Regions from separate parts of the Mus musculus genome. Here region 2 is linked to region 1. A link is a contact called in public promoter capture Hi-C data. All regions are on one chromosome and are shown on one strand. The core of a region is the stretch at or near the end of the contact, and the rest is flanking DNA. Distances in the headings are between cores, read along the strand shown.

Region 1 (5,789 bases), core at 947-3,446:
ACTGGCAACAATCATTCACAGTGACCTTTTACGCAGAGTCAACAGCTAACTTCTGGGAGCCTCCTTATCTTAAGCAAAGAGCTAGAAGCACACAAGAAAATCAGTCAGTAGATAACTTATTCCTTTAATATCCTTACTAGTTACAGAGTACCTACTATACACTCAAGACCGACCATACTTCAGAGAGCAAACAAAGAAAACACTTCACACAGATGTCTGCCTCACTTCTAGGACACTGGGTTCACTGGTATAGTATGACCACTGCTAAACAACTGTCAACAACAAAACAGGCCTAGCGTTTCCTCTCCCATGCAGCTACAGCAGCATCTGCAGGCTTCTTCATACACTTCTTAGATTATTTCTCATACAAAAGAAAGGGTGAAAGGGTGGACCCACCAGGCCTTTAGTCCTGGTATGCAGGAGGGAGAGGCAGGCGGATCTCTATGAATCCTGGGCCAGCCATCTAAAAAAAAAAAAAAAAAAAAAAAGATGATGGATCCTACTTGCCATAAAACTTGCTTTAAGTAGCTGGGTCTTCCAAAAAGTATCCCACTAGGATGGTCTTGTAACAAACTGGAAATTCCTAGTATGTGCCAATTCCATCTTGCTTATATGCAGTGCTAGGAATATAAGCCAGGGCCTGGCACATGCTAATGCTCTCTGCACTCGGCCACATCCTGAGCCCTCAATGGTGGGTGTATAAGGTGAACTGGTTCTAGGTTATGCCAAGTTTACCTATCAAGTCACAAAGTCTTCGAATCCACATCATAAGGCTGACTTACCTTGGCTCTCACTTGCCTTTATTTTATACATAACCAAGTGGGTGCCCAAGAATCCCACTGACTTGGTGCTTGCTCTTTGGTTTTCCTCTGCAGACCTTCAACAGCACAACTGAAAGGCAATTCTACAGAAGCCTAGGCCAAGAGGACACCCACCTCTGGTAGGCTGCAAGATAGTCACTTGTCACCAAGCCTTTAATCCCTAGAATCCAGGTGGCAGAAGAGGAGAATCTGTCCCTAAAAGTTGTTCTCTGATCTATGTATGCCCTGGCACACATGCTATAAACATATATAGCACATGTGTAAGCACACTAACACATACATGCAAAATAAATAAAATGTGATTTTGAAAAACTTCTAAGGCCTCTGGGGGCATAAAGCTACAGATTCCTATCAAAATGACTCAATTCTCTCTATAGCATCCCTCAAAATCAACCAGTTTACCAAAGCATTCTTGTTTTGTTTTGTTTTTTTTCTTTTAAAGCACATTCCATTTTAAACAAGGGAGAGCTGTCTGCAGGTTTGGCTTGAAAATCTGCTGCAGCCCCCATCCCCTGACCCATCTTCTATTTCCCTGAATAAGGATGGGTGACAGAAGCAGTGTACAGCCCCACTCTGCAGGAAGGTGGGGCTGTAGTCCTGGGAGGCTTAAGCCTCTCTGCTCATGGAATCCCTGTCCCCCAACACCCAGGCGCAGCACAAGTGAGGCCTGTCTTCCAAAAGCAGCACGCACGTATGGCAGGCTAGATCACAGGTGGGCATGGGTGACTGCCACCTCTCTGGCTTGCTCAGAGCACTCTACGCAGTACCTGCTGGGTTCAAGGAGTGAGCTCAAGGCATCATGGGACTAGAACAGGTCTCTCTGGTACTATGTACCTGAGGCTGAACTCTTCAATAACGTGTCTGCCAACTGTCCTAGATCTTTCTGTGCCCACTGCCACTGAGTCAGTCAGTTGTTCTCGACACTGAAAATGTAACTAACTTACACACAAGGAAGGCCTTTCTCCCTCACCACAGACACCCATCTTTGACACAGCTGTTCAGGTTCAGACTCTACACTACACTCCTGATACCACCACGCCTCCAGGCAGACAGCACTATTACACTTGACATTTTTCCTTAACCTAAACTTTATGTAAAATATCAACATAAGGTCACCAGTAACTATACCTATCTCTCTCCCTCCTCCCTCTTTCTGTTTAAAGCTTATTGCTTAAAAAAAAAAAAAAAAACTTTTAAGACTTAAATCCTTATTGAAAAAAATTTAAAAGTTCCATAGATATGAGCATTTCACAAAGTCCAAGGGGCTTTTGAACAGTTTTTAAAAATCAGTATCAGAAAAAAAATCTCACTTCCCATCCCATTTGAAAAAAAAGCACGTAGCATATGTGAGGTTAACTGATCACGGCTATGCTCAGTCACAGGATGACAGGAAAAAGGCACCACCATAAAAGGACGCCTGCTCGATCACTCTTAAAGCAACATGCCCAGCTTAGCTAACTCCATTCTGAGCAAACACGGACTGCCACAACGGAGGTCCTAGCCACCTTCTGATATGTAAGTACCTGACATGATTCTCTTTAAGTTAAGGAATACTTTAAAAACCTAAGTTTCAAAGTAAAATAATGTACTAGATACCAGCTGTAATAACTGTCTGTTTAGATTTCCTTGGGGTCACTGGCAGCTCAATGTAGCTCCCGAGATGGAAGCAATGAATGAAACATTTTATGAATTTCAAAATTCAATTATTTCAGGATTCTTTACTATAAAGAGAAAGGAACAATGGTGCTGAGGCAGAGCATTCCTAAATTTGGATGTAGTTTATATACAATATAACCATTTAACCTAATTTTTAAAAATTCATTGCATTTGACTACCTGGCGTGCATTTATGTACAGGAAAGTAGTTTTGATGATAGACTATCAGCAGCAGACTTCCCGGGGTAAGGGGCTTATTTTCTAAAGCATCAGATATAGAATGGTATTTTCTAGTTTGCAAAAATATTTTATCAATTTATCCTCCCACCAGCAAAGATGTTTGATCAGCCTGGGCTCTCCTGCCTCAGAAGCAAAACCATTCTAAAGACCAACTATTTTAAGTGAAAAATAAAATTTGTTATTTGGTTTCTATTATTAGGTGACCAGTAATGCTAAATGAGCTTCCACATTTATATTCTAAAAATTTTGGAAAAAAAAAAAACCTGTAAAACAAAGATTATATGTGGAGATTTAAAAACTCAATTTCCAGGGTAAGAGCAGAAGTTAAGAGAAATGCCTAACAAAATATAAGCCATAAAGGGACTTCCTTTAAAGAAGGCTGGGGGTCGTAGATGTGGTGGCACTCTCTGTAAGGGTGTCACCCGGAGTGTAGGAGAGTATAATGTTAAGGGAGGGCTTGGACTCAGTCCTAAAACCCAGGCTCCATCATTTAGAACTGCTCAGCCCCATACAAGTTGCTGAAGGTTTCTGGCTGTGGTCGTTTCATTCAGAAAGTGGGGAGAAGTGTTTCTGCCAAGTCCTTCTCTGACTCTCTGAGTAGGTGCCGGCACACTGCATGCCATTCCCACCCTGCCCATCAGCCCACAGAAAGATAAATGTACAAATTATTTTCTTGAGCTTGCCTGAAGATGTCTGCTTTCTGTTACAGTGTATGTAAAGACTTGAGGTGTGCTTTCTAGTATCTCAGAGTGTTTGTCTCTGGGGCTTAATGGTGCTTTGTGAACCTAGAACTGCTAGGGCACACGGTTCCACAAAGCAGCCTTGCTTGCAGGCTTGTACGATACGTGGGTGGCTGTGGTAATAAGTCCTTTTATAAGCTTTTGGCGGGCTTCCTAGAGTTAATTAGTGTTGTTATCAGTCACCTAGCAGAGTAAACTCTGTGACAACTGAGCTCCCTCCAGGACTTCCAAGCATGCATGGCAGACTTTTACTAGAGAACTACTGTAGGTCAGCCTACAGCACTTCTGTGATGTGAAATGTTCATGCAAAGTTCCTAATCCTGACCTGTAGTCACCAAGAAATGAAAGCATTTAAAGGGATACCCTTCTCTTTGTCATAGTAAGAGCTAAGGTTTTGGAGGTGGGCAATGTCCTTCTGTCTGTCCTGGGCTGCTTGTGCTGTCTTCGCCATGGTTACAAGACTAGATCACACATGCAGAACCTTCTGCATGCTGCGGAGGTACAGAGACTCACTCGGTGTTCTGGTAGTCCAGCAAGGGTACAAAGCATATTGTCGGATATCCTAAAAACAGCACAAGGTAAACCAGCAGCATAAAGCTTTGCTGGGCTTCGAATTCTTTTCAGTTGAAATAGCAGTCAAAATATTTTGTTGCTGAAATACTGTTAAAAATAGCAAACTCAGCCAGGCAGTGGTGGCTCATGCCTTTAATCCCAGTATCTGGGAGGCAGAGGCAGGCGGATTTCTGAGTCCGAGGCCAGCCTGGTCTACAGAGTGAGTTCCAGGACAGCCAGGGCTATACAGAGAAACCCTGTCTCAATACGCCCCCACGCCCTTCAAGTAGCAAACCCTTTATAAAATCTTCACTTAGAGAACATGGTGTTACACTCCTTCAGCCCAGGACTTGGGAGGCAGAGGCAGGAAGATCAGGAGCTCAAGACCAGCCGCCACCCATAAGGAGTGAGTTTGAGGCTAGCCAAGAGCACAGGAGACCCTATCTTAAAAATAAAACAAACCCCCAAATACTCAACTCTCCTGGATTCACCTTAAAACATGCTATACATTAATGAGTGCTTCATTTAAGTCCACCTATCTTCCTCTCTTTCTCAGACACAAGCGAGTACGTATATGTCGAAAGTTCTGAAATACCTTCTTGTTTGTACTTGCCTTCCACCCACTTCCATTTATCTCTGTCTTAGAAACAGGAACCAGGGATAATTCGTCCTGTATTGAATGTGATTTTTCTGGTGGCAAAGAGCCGAGTTTAAACTTAGCAGCTACAGCTGTGACTTTAGCCACTGAGGGGCTCCTACCTTGGCTTCAGTGAACGCTCCAAGACAGAGGTCTGACTAGGAGCCATTACTATCTGTCATGCTCGCTGTCTCCTGACAGAGAGCAAGGACTTGTGAGTGGAGATCTGGCCATTCTTTTTGATCTTTGGGGGTGTAAGAACTGCCCTCACACACCCTCACTCTCAGAACTTCACAGGAGTGAGACACGAAGCCACAACCTCAATAATACTCTGCCTTCCTGAGGTGGAGTGGAGAGGAAGGCGGGAGTAGAGGTCAGGGCAGCTGCTTCCCAAAGAAGTGTTACTGAACGCCATGCTAACAATGCAGGGGAGGAAGAGAGTCACAGATTTCTAAATCAAAGACCCGGCACACAACAGAGAGGGTCATTGGTCTGGCTGGAGCCAGGGGCTGGGTCAACGAAGATGGCCAACGACCCAGAGGAAGAGAGAAGAGACCTGTCCTAATGGACAAGCACTGCTGAGCGCTCAGCATCCCTTGCTCTGGGCACCAACTGAGGGGCTCTCAAGGGGAAAGGCCATCAGGCCACTGCACAGAGAAGAGAGGAAGGACTGCAGACAGCAGCGTCACAGATGGGCACACAGGCAGATAAGGACGTGGCTGTGGGGTGGGATGCAGGGCACAGGGCAGAGTTAGGACCCATTGGCCGGGGAAGGACAGAGCCCTGACTTCCCATGTAATCTTGAAGCATTTTGAGAAAATGACTCAACTCTTTCTCAATTCAGCACAGCCACAAAATAAAGAGGCTTAACTTAAAGCCTGAAAGTCCCTTCAGCTGAAGGGTACAAAGTGTGGGCTATTTCTAGAAGCACCCTAAGAGGAAGAATATCAGGCACACACCCCTTCATTACAAGGTTATTTGCTATGCAGCTAGTGATCCCGAGTGTAAGATCCCACACATCCGCCTCCCTTTAGCTCTTACAGTAACTTACACACGACATCACTACCTTTGATAAAACCACACGAGGAATAAATAATTACTGAAAAGTGACAGAAAAGTATCTGGAACATGTCCAGTTCCAAAT
Region 2 (5,789 bases), core at 2,384-4,883, 670 kb before region 1:
TCAAGGACCTAGAAAGACAAGAATTCAAACCCCAAAGCAGTATAAGTTAAAAAATAATAAATATCAGGGTAAAATTAATAGAATGGAGACTAAAGGAAGCATAGAATCAATCAAACAGAGCTGATATTTGAAAAAAATAAGATGAACAAATTCATGGCCAAATGAACAAAAAAAGGGAGAGAAGACACTAATTAGAAATGAACACAGTGAGACCCTGTTTCCCCTCCCTCTCCTCCTTTCTCTCCCTCTCTGAATCCCCCCCCCCCTCTCTCTCTCCAACAAAACCCAGAGAATCATTACACAGTACTTTTAAAAACTTATATTCCAAAAGCCTGGGAAGTAAAAGAAAGAAGTTCCAAACACACATGACCTATAATGCTATAATGACCTATAGAAATAACTTTAAAGGATTTGTAATAGTCAAGGAAATTAAAATGATGGTTAATAAGCCGGGCGTGGTGGTGCACGCCTTTAATCCCAGCAATCGGGAGACAGAGGCAGGCGAATTTCTGAGTTGGAGGACAGCCTGGTCTACAAAGTGAATTCTAGGACAGCCAGGGCTATACAGAGAAACCCTGTCTCAAAAAACAAAAAACAACAACAACAAAAAGACGGTTAAAAAAAAAAAAAAAAAAAAGAGACTCTCCACCAGGACCAGGTTGGATTCAGTGCAAGAATGTGAGGATGGTTCAGTGTACACAAACCAATAATGCCACAGTCCAATGATGCATTAGCTACATTTCTGCAACAACTGTGCCCTTAAAAAAGAATGAGGTTCTCCAAATAGAAAACTGAAACTAAAACAAGAGTGAAGAAAGCATATATTTTGTCTTTCCTCGGTTTGCCTTAAATGTACAAAAATAAATTATTATGTATTGATATATTTATATTTTAATAAAATTATTTTTATTCACAGTTACAAATATGTGCAACGAGTATATTTAATACTATTTTGATATTAAATATAATCTTTATTTGTTAATGGTGAATATTAATTATAATATCATCATTATGTTTTGTTTAAGTAAGAACTAATCAATATTGTATATATGAGGGTATAACCAAAATATATTATAAAGTACAATAAACCAATACAGAACACTACTACTTTGGCAGAGAAAACTGAATAGAGATTACAGAAAAGTGACTTTGTAATGTGTCTGGATGACAGCACAGTAAGAAAAGGTATTCACAGGAGGTGTCTGTGTGATCTGGAGGGTTCTCAGGGAAATCCCTAAAGCCTTGTAAAACTTCTTTACCGTGTTTCATTTCACTTCAAATTTTATGACTTCTCTTCCTTCCAGTCTGCTCAGGACACTAGCAAGCTTCTATTTAATAGCCACAACTGTAAGCATGTATTTCACAATGAGAGCGAAAGGGAAGAATTAGAAGAAATAGAAGGAAAGGGATGGGAATCATCAAGGACACACCCATGTATGAAATCTGAATTGTAATTATAGTAAATTTTTTCAATAATAAAAAAAAATGGCATTTCTGAAGTAGATGGTACATGGAAACAAATGTTCCAAACTAAAAGCTACAGTTACGTAAAAAACACAACAGTGGCCAACAATTACTTTCCACCTCTGGCAGTATAGATAAATGCTTCCAGAAAAGAAACACAGACCTGAAAGTGGGAGAGCACAGAAAGATTTTGTTTCTACCACATAGCACAAAAAAGAGGGAAAAGGCAACAACCTGTGCACAGAGTGGAGGAGCACAGCTCTGTGGCTGTGTGTAGGCCTTGCAAAATAAGCTCTAGATCCTGATTCCCCAGCAACACAGAAGAGGAAAAAGAAAACAGAAACAGAAACATAAATCACACAAGAAAATCCAGAAAATGACACTACAAAAGAAAACAAACAAAAAATAAAATAGGTTCAAATATATGTTTATAATTCTGTTGCTCACACTTGGGAATATATTTTCCCATGGACTCAAGGTCTACTTTAACCCTTAAGTAAACTTACAATGGCCATCCAAACCATAATATAAGTGTGAGATATCTCAATAAGAGTAGGAAAAACCTGATCCATCACCAAAGGGCTCACGCGCATGTGCACACACACAGACTTGAATACTGTGTCACCAAAGAAAGTGTTCTTGAGTGTAAGATGTGTAATTCACAGCATGTCACAGGCACATGATCCTAGTGTAGACTCTAGCCCTCCTGCTTTCCAAAATTCCTCCAAATATGACAATCATTTATTACAAAATATTCTCATAGATGACTTGGATAGGTGGTAATATCTAAGCTATGACTAAAAAGAGCCCAATTTGAGTTTAAAAGTGTATTAATAAAATTAAACCACTTTAGGACAGTCTTAGAAGCTGCTGAGTGCTTCATGGGGAATAAAAGGACCAATGATTTAACCCACAGACAGCAGCATTATATAACCTACCAAGTCTTACTGTGAAATTAGTACAATAGGGAAAAGCTTCTAAAGATGCTGGCAACGCTGAGGAAGTAATTAATACAGATGTTCTCGACAGATAAAATAGTATCTTATATGTACTGGCCTTATATCCAAGGCAGTTTTTCAAAACAAACAACAAAGAACACTTAATATGACTTAAATGACCAAAACCAAAATAATTTAGCCATACCCAACAGAAGCAGTACACAACAAGCCAATCACAGAAGAGCATGCTGAGGAAGCTGATAGCTCAAGAACACCAGACCAAAGAACTCTATGCTAGCTTGTCTCATTTACAAGAATATCTTAATGTCCATGATCACTTTGGAATATACAAACTTTGCCAAATCAAATGCTCTCCTATCATAGACAAAAATTCTGAGTAACAAACCACACTGAGAAAACAGGACTACTAAAATATTAGTATATGGCTTCCTGAAACAATGTAGCTAGCAGCACAGATTGTTTTAAGATGTTGCTGTAAGCCTGACAGAAAGTGTTGTCTGAGGCCCTTGCCTAGCCACAGCTTTCCATAGGTATACACATGTATTGATCTGACTCAAAATTATAGGTTTCAAAGCTTTGTTCTCTTTTCCTATTTTCTCCATTTAGACACTACAGAAGACAACTGTGTTCATGAGCAAGAGGAATATACTTGAAACTTCATATATATATATATATTCACTTGCTTAGCCTATCCAGCTCTCACCTCCCACTTTCTACTGCATCTTTCTTTCCTAGCAAAGCTATTAAGTTGATATTTTCCATTTTAGAAAAAGGTAAGAACTTGAACAAGCTTGTCAAGGGCACCTTCATTTGAATCCTGTGTGCTGTGTCCTTCACATTACAACAGACCACAGCCGAGTGCTCACACACAACTAAATACAAACTGTGTCCAATCCTCAAGACTCTTCAGACAATTATTCGTTTTAATTAGCTAGTGAGTTCATCTTATAAAAGAACCAAACTAAGATCAAGTGACTACAAGTCCTACTTTAATAAGAGAATATGGTAATTCAACTGATAAATTCTAGAGCCACAAGTAATAGAAACCAAAAACTATTAAAATATTATTTGCTCTATGGGAATTACTTATTACACGTTTGCTCAACCGTATCTGCTGAAAGACACAGAAACACTACCAAAGTTAATTTAAGGACTTACCAATTTCCCTTGCAATTCTGACAGCTTCATCTGCATCCTGTAAAGGCAGGAAATGAGACTCAACATTAATCCCATGAGACATTGCACAATGTCTTTAGGGCAGTCATATATTGCACTACTGTCTCCTCTGATTCATTTAATGTTCAATTTTACAACCTTCTAACCCTTTTCATTCAGAGAAATGTAAAATTAATACCATAAGTGGAATGTAAATTCTCCTTCGTCGTTATTATATTAAGAAACTCAAAGCAGTTTGAAATGAGCTGGCAGGAAACATGACCAGAATTGCCAATGATTCGGTGCAGTTGCTGGGATTTAATGGCAGATTTTAGATGTTTACAATCAATACTGAATTGTAAATCAGATCATTAAAGCTTGTCTGCAGCCCCCTTGTCTATTTACACACTGTGTTTTCCTAGATTCTGTCAGCAGGGGGAGTTGATTGTCTATTGTTTGGGAGGAGCTCTATCAATTTTCTAGAAATAAGTAAATTTCCAGTATCTGTAAGAATTAGCAATTGTTTAAAAAAAAAAGGAAAAAAAAGAAGAAAGAAAGGAAGGGAGGAAAGAAAAAGAAAAAAAAGAAGAAACCTTGTGATTTCCATTATATTTTCTTAACCAATTCTTCAGGTACATATTTTATCTTTACAGTTGTACTAGGCACATAAATTAAAGTTCAGTGAAACTCCGAAGAACAAGGTAAGGACTCCTCCCTGAGGTCCAAGACAGGCCTGCGTTACCGACTCACAAGTGCATCCGTCCCCGCCATTTGTCAGCAGTAACACTTAAAACCGCTTCAACAAACTGCCCCAGCCAAAGCCATTCACCTGATATACACTGTGCAAACTCTATGCACAAATTTTCGACATAATGACAAGAACTCTGAAGCCACTTTCTCAATTCAATTAATTTTTCTAATCCAGTGGCACTATATGCACCACCAGCAATGTTCTAGAACCACCAGTTGATAAATATGCAGGAATTTTTCCACAATTTCAAGGCATTCAAGGGAAGCCTGGCATTTTTAAAGCTCTTAAATTACTACATTTAAAATGAAGAGCAATCACAGTAGACTCCCCAATCCCCAAACTGGGACTAGGGGAAAATAACTGCTTCATTTATGTCCAGTTTTTAGAAAAAGAAAAGAAATTCTTCCTTAAAAGTCTTCAGTACCCAACAGCATCCCTGAATAAGGAGGCTGGAACGGGAAGTTGTCAGAAAAATTTAATTTCCTTTCATTAGCCAGTCTGCTCCACAAATAGGTGCTTGTTAAGTTCAAAGCAATCCTGAAAGCGACACCAGTTTTAAGTCTTTTTTTACTCCAAGCAGTCACATCTGCTAATGAGATTTTCCAAATAACAATTGTTTTCAAGTCAGAGATAAAGCTCTGTCTTGCTCCCTGCCCCAAAATCAAGCTTTACTCGCTTTCTATACCTTGATGCTTGCACCAACCCTGCATCTCCAAATTTTAGTTTAAAAAGATAAAATTTTAAAAAAAATCTATGAAACGGGTCATTTAAGAATGTCATGGCTTCCACACATTGAGTTGGAAGGCTCTTTGTTCCAGCCGGTGACAGTTATTGGAGAATACTTGCCTTTAATAGCCTCTGTCAGGAAGTGTTAAACCTGCCAAATCGAACAATTAGTGCCTCTTGAACAACATACAGGAAGAGTGAGGACTGGTGAGGACCCGGTTATAATCAGCTAGAAGGAAACTTTTAACATTTCATTCAATGTGGAAGGGTGTGTTTGCCAAAGACGTCTCAAAGAAATTCAACTACAACCTACAAAGTCTGGGGCCCAGGGAAGCCAACAGTGCTCAAAATCTACTTCTGGTTGTGACATATTTATGTATCCACATGACACACACACGTTATGCTTTATATGTAAAGAGAATTTGTATTTATCTACAGCAAAACTTCTCAAAATTCCTGATCTCCCACAACACAATGTTAACTTTTGACGAAGGTATAAGTTTTCCTACCATGAAAATGAATTTCTATGACAAAGATTTTTCAGATAAAATCAAATTGCCTTAAAAATTAATTTTTCATTTGTCATTCACTGAGCCAAAAAATTCATTGAGGATCTATTACGTATTAGACATTACAAAACACATATTATTGTTTTTGAAAATAAACTAAACACATGTGACACATCTAGTTTTATTATGGGATACATAAAGATTAAAAACTCTAAATAGCTCCTA

The links. Promoter capture Hi-C pulls out the DNA fragments that hold promoters and counts their contacts.
Region 2: a contact with region 1 is called in a promoter capture Hi-C map of pre-B cells, with 4 times the contacts expected there. The contact joins the enhancer-like site here to the promoter of Gpr183 in region 1. A contact is called at or near these places in 11 of 39 promoter capture datasets (the 3T3-L1 cell line, the C10 cell line, cranial neural crest and 5 more).

The regions. Positions count from the first base shown.
Region 1 is chr14:121,961,600-121,967,388 of GRCm38.p6, reverse strand. It overlaps Gpr183 (G protein-coupled receptor 183), which reads left to right and starts at 2,196. Exons shown (of 2, transcript NM_183031.2): 1 at 2,196-2,336. All of the region lies in intron 4 of Ubac2 (ubiquitin associated domain containing 2), which reads right to left.
Region 2 is chr14:122,636,210-122,641,998 of GRCm38.p6, reverse strand. Pcca (propionyl-Coenzyme A carboxylase, alpha polypeptide) reads right to left here. Exons shown (of 24, transcript NM_144844.2): 8 at 3,582-3,618. Among named protein-coding and RNA genes, the nearest start is that of Gm46487, 8.6 kb to the right of the region's middle. Within about 2 kb of position 3,633, at least 18 of the 459 cell types and tissues checked have an H3K27ac peak or open chromatin away from gene starts, as enhancers often do. A contact at or near this core is called in pre-B cells, where this site is marked.